2 separate regions of the Rattus norvegicus genome follow, and region 2 is linked to region 1. Evidence: chromatin contacts called from public Hi-C data. All regions are on one chromosome and are shown on one strand. Each heading gives the region's core, a stretch centred on a gene start, on an enhancer-like site or on the middle of the called end of the contact. The rest is flanking DNA. Distances are from core to core; before and after follow the strand shown.

Region 1 (4,106 bases), core at 1,544-4,043:
AAAAAAAAAAATCTAAGGGTCACCAGAGTTGTATAGCCATAGCTCTAAAAGGTGCCATCTTCAGCTGCCACCACATCCAACTTTATGTTTGAGAGGCTAAAGAGGGCAATCTAAGGGACCATACTTGGAATTCCCTCTCTTTCAACACAGGAGACCTACTTTAAATTTCACCCTGTAAGCTATATCTTTAGGCACTTGCCCAGGTGATGACGGTAACACTTAACAAGATTTTCTCACTAGGAAAATTCTTCAGTTCCCCAGAAAATACTATTAAGAGCTCTCAGGCTGGGGCTGGGGATTTAGCTCAGTGGTAGAGCGCTTACCTAGGAAGCGCAAGGCCCTGGGTTCAGTCCCCAGCTCCGAAAAAAAAGAACCAAAAAAAAAAAAAAAAAAAAAAAGAGCTCTCAGGCTATAGAAAAAGAACCCATTTCCTATTTATACTGTACTTGTGCATCCATATTTTTTCTAAGCATTTGTACACTTCTCCCCGCTGAATCGATTTTTAGATTAGCCTTTCTAAATACAGTTCCTGGTGTTCTGTTTTATGTCATTGTAAGCCTGACTGCTATGGAGAAGTGGGTCCTGCCGTGTTGGAAGCCTGTTTATAATAGACAGATAAATTTGTTTTCAGCAAACTGTGCATCCCACAGCAACCTTGGCATATCTGACTCTAAAACAATCTCTGTTTACTCCCCAAACAGAAAGTGGCCAAGTCAACCAGTGTGTTCTTCCAACATCGCAAGGGCACACCCATGCATTTCCCCCCCAAGTTTTTCTTAGCTTTTTTTTTTTTTTCTTTTGAGCTGCTGTCGTTAAAAGTTCAGTGTGCTTTGGGATGTCTCATCTCTTCTTTTTTAAGGGGTCAACTGTGCCAAGAGAGAGAAGGTCAACTTACACAGCTCTGGGGTTTTGTTTCGGGAATTTCAGGCCATGGTCCAGCTCACGGTGTGCTCATCCACCTATGGAGACTCAGCCCGCTGTTGTCTCAGCTGTTGAGGGATACAGAGTTCATTTATTTTCAACAAGCTGGAGCTTCCTGTGTGTGCTACGCAGATGCTATGCAAGTGAGATTTGTGTGTGTGTGTGTGTGTGTGTGTGTGTGTGTGTGTGTGTGTGTGTGTGTGTGTGTAACATTTGTTACAGCAGCTTTTGCTTTACGGGGATGTGGAGTCTATACCTCTAAACTTCTAATGTCTGATGACTCTAATATACAGACGGGATGCTCACAGCAAATTCCGAGGTTCCAGATGCCTCCTTTAGCATTACCTCTGCTATTGGGTGGCTAGCTCCATGCAGAAGGGGCAACAGAGTAAGGATTTGAATGAACACATGCGCAGCCCCTTTCCCTGTATTCTGATCTCAGCTGTGCCTTGTGAGAGGCTTGTATGAGATGGAAAGGGAAATGGGTCAGAGCCCTGACATCAGCTCCCTTGCGTGAAGAGTTTTAGTGACTTGCCCATGGTCATGTGTCTGATCATGCTTTCGCCCTCATGAGATGCTTTCGCTATATTTGATCACAGGGTTAAAAGTCTAAGGATGATAAACAATAGGCAAAGAGCTTCCATCACAACAGATTGTGTACTCTTATAATAGTTTATGTTTAATGGTGATATTGGCTTTAGTACAATCTGTTCTTCCTGACTTTGCCAGAAGTTGCGTTTTCCTAAGATAGAAATGCACACTTATATTCTATCTCTATGTGCACTGATATGCACACATATGTGTTTTCGTGTATCAATAGTCCATTCATATTAGGGACAAGAGGCAAATGTGTCTGGATTTGCACAAGTTGACAAAAAAGTAGTAAAATTAATTATTCCAGTTTATAAACAAGGTATTTAATTTCTATTAATTTAAGCCTTATTGCAAGCACCAAAATCATGCAGCGCCCCTGTGAACCTTTATGAAAGCTGAGGCGAAGTGACGTGTCCAATAATTAGAGAGAATGCCATAAAAGAGTTCAGACTTTTCCTCTTACTCCACCTCTTGGCCTTGCCCACGAGCACACATCAATGAGCGTTTTGGTTGTAAATACCATGAGATAAAATGTCTCTGCTCTTATCTCTGGAGCACATGCACTTCATTCTTACCAAGCTGGATCTCTTGGCCAAGTTTAGCCCCAAACCAACCAGCAACACTCTTTGCTTATTGCCCAAGACTGTCTTTAAGGAAGGACAGCCAGAGACCAATGACACTGCTCTGTCCCAGCTGACAGTCCCTTACTTAGAACTGCCTGCCCTGGAGTCCGGTTCCCCAGGTTGGAATTCAGTACTTTCTCTTGTTAGTTAGACGTTCTGGGACTATCTATTCCAAACCTCGTTTTTACATTTGTTAACAATTTTGGATAGCAGAAGCTCCTCTTTTACCTCAGGGTTTTAGGGAAGTGCAAACAAGGTATAACATGCAGGTTAAAAACTGCTCACAGAGGAGGGATTTCTGCTATCACATATAAAGGTGGAGAGGTGATCGGCAAAGCATGTTGATCAGCGGTTCTCAACCTGTGAGTCGCAACCCCTCTGGCAAAACCTGTGCCTCCAAAAGTATTTGCATTGAGATCATTAACAGTAGCAAAATTACAGTTATGCAGTAGCAACAAGAGCATTTTATGGTTGGGGGTCACCACAACATGACAAACTGTATTAAAGGGTCTGTCTTGGCATGAGAAAGGCATGAATCACTGACCTAGATTTGCCAAAGGTTCGCATGAATGGAGCTGAAGCCCCCAGGCTGTCTGTACAAGTGTTCAGAGGTACTCTGTGGACCTGTTAGTCATGGAGAAGTTATTCTTTTCTGTTTGCTTGACTTTTAGAGGACTCACAGGAAAGCACACTGTTATCCACCGAAGGATATCCATTGGCCGTAATGTCTGAACTTAGTCACTTACTGAACAAAAACATCATTCTTTATTCATACTTTAACTTCCTTTCCAGAAAGAAAAACAAACGGTGGCACGGACAACAACGCTTTGTCCAAGGTGCTCTCAGGCTGGATAAACAGATACATAGAGCGGTGCCCACTTTTTTCTTCCTTTCAACCATTCAAGTGAGTGTTCAGGATTATCCCTCTGAAGTCCCCATGTCACACGCTGGAAGCCCGTCCTGTGTGTGTGATGTCCACTCTTGTGTTTTCCCAGCAAACCAGCCAAAATGTAGGGGGCAGTGAGATATGTATAAAGCTTCGAGAAAAAGGCTCTTTGGGAAACTGTTAACAATCTAGAAGTTTGCACAGTGATGGTTTCACGAGTATCTTTAAGTTGTTTTACCTCTTTAAATGCAAAGCAAATGAAATGTGTAATGTTTACAGGCCATGAAGACTAACACCAGAGTACATACATCATACATCAGGGATATTTGTGAATATATACTTACCTGTGTATTTTACCTTTAAAGTTACTTTATTTGTATGCAGGAAACCACATGTATGCACATGCACAAACACACACACACACATACACACACACACACACACACACACACACACACACACACACACACACTAGGAGCTGGAGAGATGGGATTAGTGGCTAAGAGTACTGGCTGGTTTTTTAGAGGATCAGGTTCAATTCTCAGCACTCCCATAGTAACTCACAATCATCTGTAACTCCAGTTCTAGGCGTCAACTACCATCTTCTAGTTTTTGCAGGCACCAGGAATTCAAGTGCTACACAGACATATATTTAGTCAAAACACCTATACACAAAATAATTCAAATATACATGTGTATCAGTATGTATATATACATGCAAATACTTCATGTGACATGTACATGTGCATATATGTGCAGATACACACAAAGTAAACAGAATAACAATTCTCATTATTATCAACTTTCTTCCTTTTCTATATTCTTTTCAAATTGGTTTTGTTTTGTTTTGTTTTCCCCAATTGTTTGTTACACAATTGCTCCCAATGGTTTCCCAATTGTTACAAACACAAACACAAACACACACACACACACACACACACATATATACACACATAGACACATACACATACATACACACATACACATACACACATATACATATACACATACACACATATACACACATATGCACACATACATACACACACACAACACATATACACTTGGAGAATTTCATACAT
Region 2 (4,469 bases), core at 808-3,307, 130 kb after region 1:
TAAGGAAGCTGGAAGGACAAGGAGACATTTTATTGCCACGTTGACGCTGATAAGAGTAGAAATAAGCTGGTTGCTCAGAGACTCACATAATGAATAGTATTTGTATGCATAGTTCTATTACTTTTGGTGTTAGAGCTTCAATATTTCTTATGAGTATATTTATGAACAGCTACACAGTTTAGAATTCTTTAATACGCCGCTCCCACCGGATAACACACTGGTTCTTAAAAGTCACTTCATCTTTAAGCCTGATCTTAATCTTGTGTTTGTAGTTCTCAAGGCATAGGGGGAGTGCTGTTTTCTGAGCTGCTCGGCGTGGGGGTGGGGATGTAGGAGAGTGGGAGGGGTTCTAGAAAGATCATTAAGGCCTCATCCAGGCATATATTCTATAACTGTAGCTTGTACGCGATTGAAATGGGGGAAAGGTCCTTGTTTTGTTTTTGTTTTTTGTTTTGTTTTTGTTTGTTTGTTTGTTTGTTTTTAAAGCAGAACAAAACCTGAAAGTTTTAAAAGTTTAAGACCCTTTAGAGCATGAATAGTGGGATCTCTAGTATTTGTGGTGAAGTTTTAACATATGCCACGTGACAGCCTCCTCCTTTGAAGTCAGTGAAGCCTGTGAGATCATGATGGACTCATAACAGAAGAAGCTCTGTGAAGAGCGGCCGAGTTGCCTCTGCCCTTATTTCCTGCGCATTGATCCTGTGATGTGAGCACATCTGTTACCTCCTTCTGCAAAGAGAACTGTGTGCCACATGACAGTTAGTCCTGGGCAGAGCCACGCAGGGTCACACAGCTAAGGAGGGCTGGGAAAACAAACCTTGATCTATATGACATTTATCTATCTATCTGTCTATCTGTCTATTTACCGTAAGCTTACTTTCTGCTCTGTCCTTCCAAGTCAAAGGCAGAAGTGAGTGGATAGGACCCACAACAGCTCTCACATTGTAACGTTACCCTCTGACTAGGGGAATTGATGGTAAGGCAGGGGCTAGAATATCTTCTTCCCAATTAACATGCATTTTTTTTCTTAGAGCAAGGGGACCTGTTTGACTGGCTTGGGGATAGAAAAGGCATCCTCTGTTTGGACTGCCTCCGTTTGGACTTCCTCACGCTTCATTTGTGTTGTTGGACATTCTCACTTATCATTAAGACGAGCAAAAGATCAATGTTTACAGCACTCTACCTCGCCCAATGCTGTGCTAGCTTCTCCAATGTTTTCCTATCCTCAATGATGATCATTGAAGTCCATGGGTTGACTTTAGGAAAAGTAAGAAGGTTTGAATCTGGCATTCTTGGAAAAACTCTGGGATCTTTCTCTCCCCTACCCTCTCTGGTTTCCTTTGAAAGGCAGGAGTGTTCAACCAACCCCTCCTGCTCCCTGGACTGTGGGTTGTAATGAGGGTTTAAAGAAACAATGTTTCCAGTTTAGGACTCTAATTAACGATGTTCCTGTTGAAGACTGAAGCAGGTAAACAATGGACTTACAGTCTTTACGATCTATTTTCGAAAACACCTTCAACGCCTCATCCAGTAGTCCTTTCCTTCTTCAAAGAGCAAGATTTAACTCCTTCATATTATTACATAGATGTTGCCTTTGTTTCTGTATGATACAGTGTGTGTGACTGTTACACGCACAAAGGAAGGGGGGAAAAGGTTATTTATTAAATAAGTTATTCATCGTAACAAATTTTAATGATTTTCAGACCAGAGCAACCATTTTTTTTCCTGCTCCTCCATCATAACTTTGACAAATACTTTCTCCTTTAGAGTTTATTATGGAAAGATTTCATTTTTATAAGCACACTTTCTTTCATGGACGCTTTAGTGATTCTGAAAATTAAGTGCTACTGGCATCTCTTGCTCTGAGCTCAGCAAGTGAAGAGAGCGTCATCGTTGAATTCTGCCTCAAGTCAGAGCAAACGCTTTTTGTCCCTCTTTTCTCCAAAGAAATAAAATCTTTATGTGCTCTGTATGTGGGGTAGGAAATAACAAGGAGGTCATTGTTCTCTGTCCCGCCTAACTGCAAGAGTAGACTGTTATTCTTTCAAGCACTGCCCCCTAGTGGTGAAAATTTTTCACGGTTTTAGACTTGGCATCTTAGTTAATTAAGCCTTCCCCTGCCTTGCTCCGTGCTGTTTCTGGAAAGAACCTGACCCTCTTCATCCTGTGTATTAAAATAACTCTTAGAATGAGAATTCCTGACACCATGGGGACTTTTACCTAGCTGTCTCACTGAGCACGGAATAGATGAGAAGAAATAGGTTGTAGCTTCTCACTAGTCCTGGGAGCTCGTGTTAAAGCAAAAGATAATACAAAGGGATAAGAATATTCAAGGAAGAAAGATCCACACCACAGATGAGGCGGAAAGATTATAAGAGCCAGAGGTAAGGAATGAGTCTATGGAAACAGTGTCTTCCAGACACGGCAAGCCCTAATGCACATATGAATTCACAGAAATGGTGGCACTGTGTACACGTCCCATGGTTCAAACCAGACAAAAGTCCCAGCACTGGGAAGGGCAAGTGGCACAAAGTCTCACTGCTAACCGAGAAGCTATTTCTAATGGATACCTGATGGGAAAGGCAAACTTACTGTCTTTAATGGAGTAGCAGTGAGGATATCAACCATACTCCAGGGCAGGAGAAGTTAGTCAGCACAAAACAGTCTCTCTCTCTCTCTCTCTCTCTCTCTCTCTCTCTCTCTCTCTCTCTCTCTCTCTCTCTGTGTGTGTGTGCTTTTTTGTTGTAGTTTAGTTTTCTTGGGTTTATTTTTCTGTTTTTTGGGGGTTTTTTTGCTTTTTTTGTTGTTATGTTGCTGTTTTGAGAGAGAGAGAGAACATGAAGTTGGATGAGTGGGTGAGATGTTGAGGATCAGGGAAAACTCCAGGAAGAGAAGATTATGATATATACATATATGATATATATTCAAAAGAACAAAAATATAGTACCTTAAAATTAAAAGTAATTCGAAGGAATGTAAACAAAGAAGGGCATATTGTTTGCAGTTTTCAAAATTAGCATTTTAAAGGCCACTTTGCTATCTGGACAAACGAACTATTCTGAAATGACTTGCTGTATGAGAAGCAAACAAGGAAACTGCCTTGAATTGCTGTGTCCTCTTTATAATGTCTTCATCATCATCATCATCATCATCATCGCCATCATCATCACCATCATCATCATCGTCAGTATTATTATTGTTGTTGTTGTTGTTGTTGTTATTTTGCCTTTGAGCAGACAGCCTGTTTGAACCTGAGTGAATCGCTCATGTTGGGCAGCCACTCTGTCTGAGGTGATACTCATGGACACTTGTGCCCCCTTTTACTTTTTAATTTTAGGACGGGGTCTCACTAAATTGCTCAGGCTAGTCTTGAACTCACTTTGTCGCCAGACACGTCCTCAACTTATTATTCTCCAGCCTCAGTGTTGAGTAGCTAGAATTAGAACTGTATATTTTTAAGAGACACAGGAAGTTTTGGGTTGCCTTTTCATTATTTGGTCTTTCTAAACAGGTTTCCTTTACTGTAACGTATGGACCTGTCTTAGTTAGGGTTTTACTGCTGTGAACAGACACCATGACCAAGGCAAGTCTTAGAAAGGCAGACACTTCATTGGGGTTGGCTTACAGGTTCAGAGGTTTATTCCATTATCATGGCAAGAAGCATGGCAGTGTGCAGGCTGACATAGTGCTCGAGAAGCAGAGAGTTCTACGTCTTGATATGCAGGCCAGAGTGACGCACTGGGCTTAGCTTGAGCACAGGAGACCTCAGAGCCCACCAGCTCACTGACGCATTTCCTCCAACAAAGCCACACCCACTGCAACAAGACCACACCTCCTAATAGTGCCACTCCCTATGGGCTAAGCATTCAAGCACAAGAGTCTATAGGGGCCATTCCTATTCAAACCACCACAGGACCATAATATCGCCTACCTGAAATAAATTAGTAATAAGCTTATGGGCTGATGCTTGAAAAGATACCAACAGTTTCCAATTCCTCACAAATACCAGGTATTCCGTTAAACATTTTTTTTCTTTTTTCTTTTTTTCTTTTCTTTTTTTTTTTTTTTTGGTAATATTTTGACATAACGTTTAGAAGGTTCTTCATCTTCTAGCCAAACCACAAAGGATGAGTCCTTCAATGAAGCATACAGGACAGTATTCAAAATTAATTTCCATTTACTTGGACCAGTTTTCTTTGCTGTGTATAGATAAGCCATGTTTCCCCAGCGCGCTCAGCTACAGTCGTACTTACTGGTCTCCGAGGGGCTCTTGTGTTTCACTCCTCCTTAGAGGACAGTTTCATACCAAGTATGAGTCCATATTAAGAAGCCAAATTTTATGGCTGCTCTAATACACTCAAGAGCATGAACATAGTGAGACTAGACGCTTCTGTTGTTAGTCCCCAGAACAGTAAGCTGGCCTTTGCGCCCAAAAGAGCAGAAACCGCGGACATGTAAAAGACAATTTC

Evidence for each region. Hi-C and Micro-C count contacts between places; a contact is called where the count stands out from the background.
Region 2: a contact with region 1 is called in a Hi-C map of the A7r5 cell line, with 3 times the contacts expected there. The contact joins two enhancer-like sites. A contact is called at or near these places in 2 of 12 Hi-C or Micro-C datasets (the A7r5 cell line and mammary epithelial cells).

Annotation. Positions count from the first base shown.
Region 1 is chr7:49,179,133-49,183,238 of GRCr8, forward strand. No RefSeq gene overlaps it. Among named protein-coding and RNA genes, the nearest start is that of Krr1, 180 kb to the right of the region's middle. Within about 2 kb of position 2,794, at least 6 of the 93 cell types and tissues checked have an H3K27ac peak or open chromatin away from gene starts, as enhancers often do. A contact at or near this core is called in the A7r5 cell line, where this site is marked.
Region 2 is chr7:49,310,789-49,315,257 of GRCr8, forward strand. No RefSeq gene overlaps it. Among named protein-coding and RNA genes, the nearest start is that of Krr1, 49 kb to the right of the region's middle. Within about 2 kb of position 2,058, at least 7 of the 93 cell types and tissues checked have an H3K27ac peak or open chromatin away from gene starts, as enhancers often do. A contact at or near this core is called in the A7r5 cell line, where this site is marked.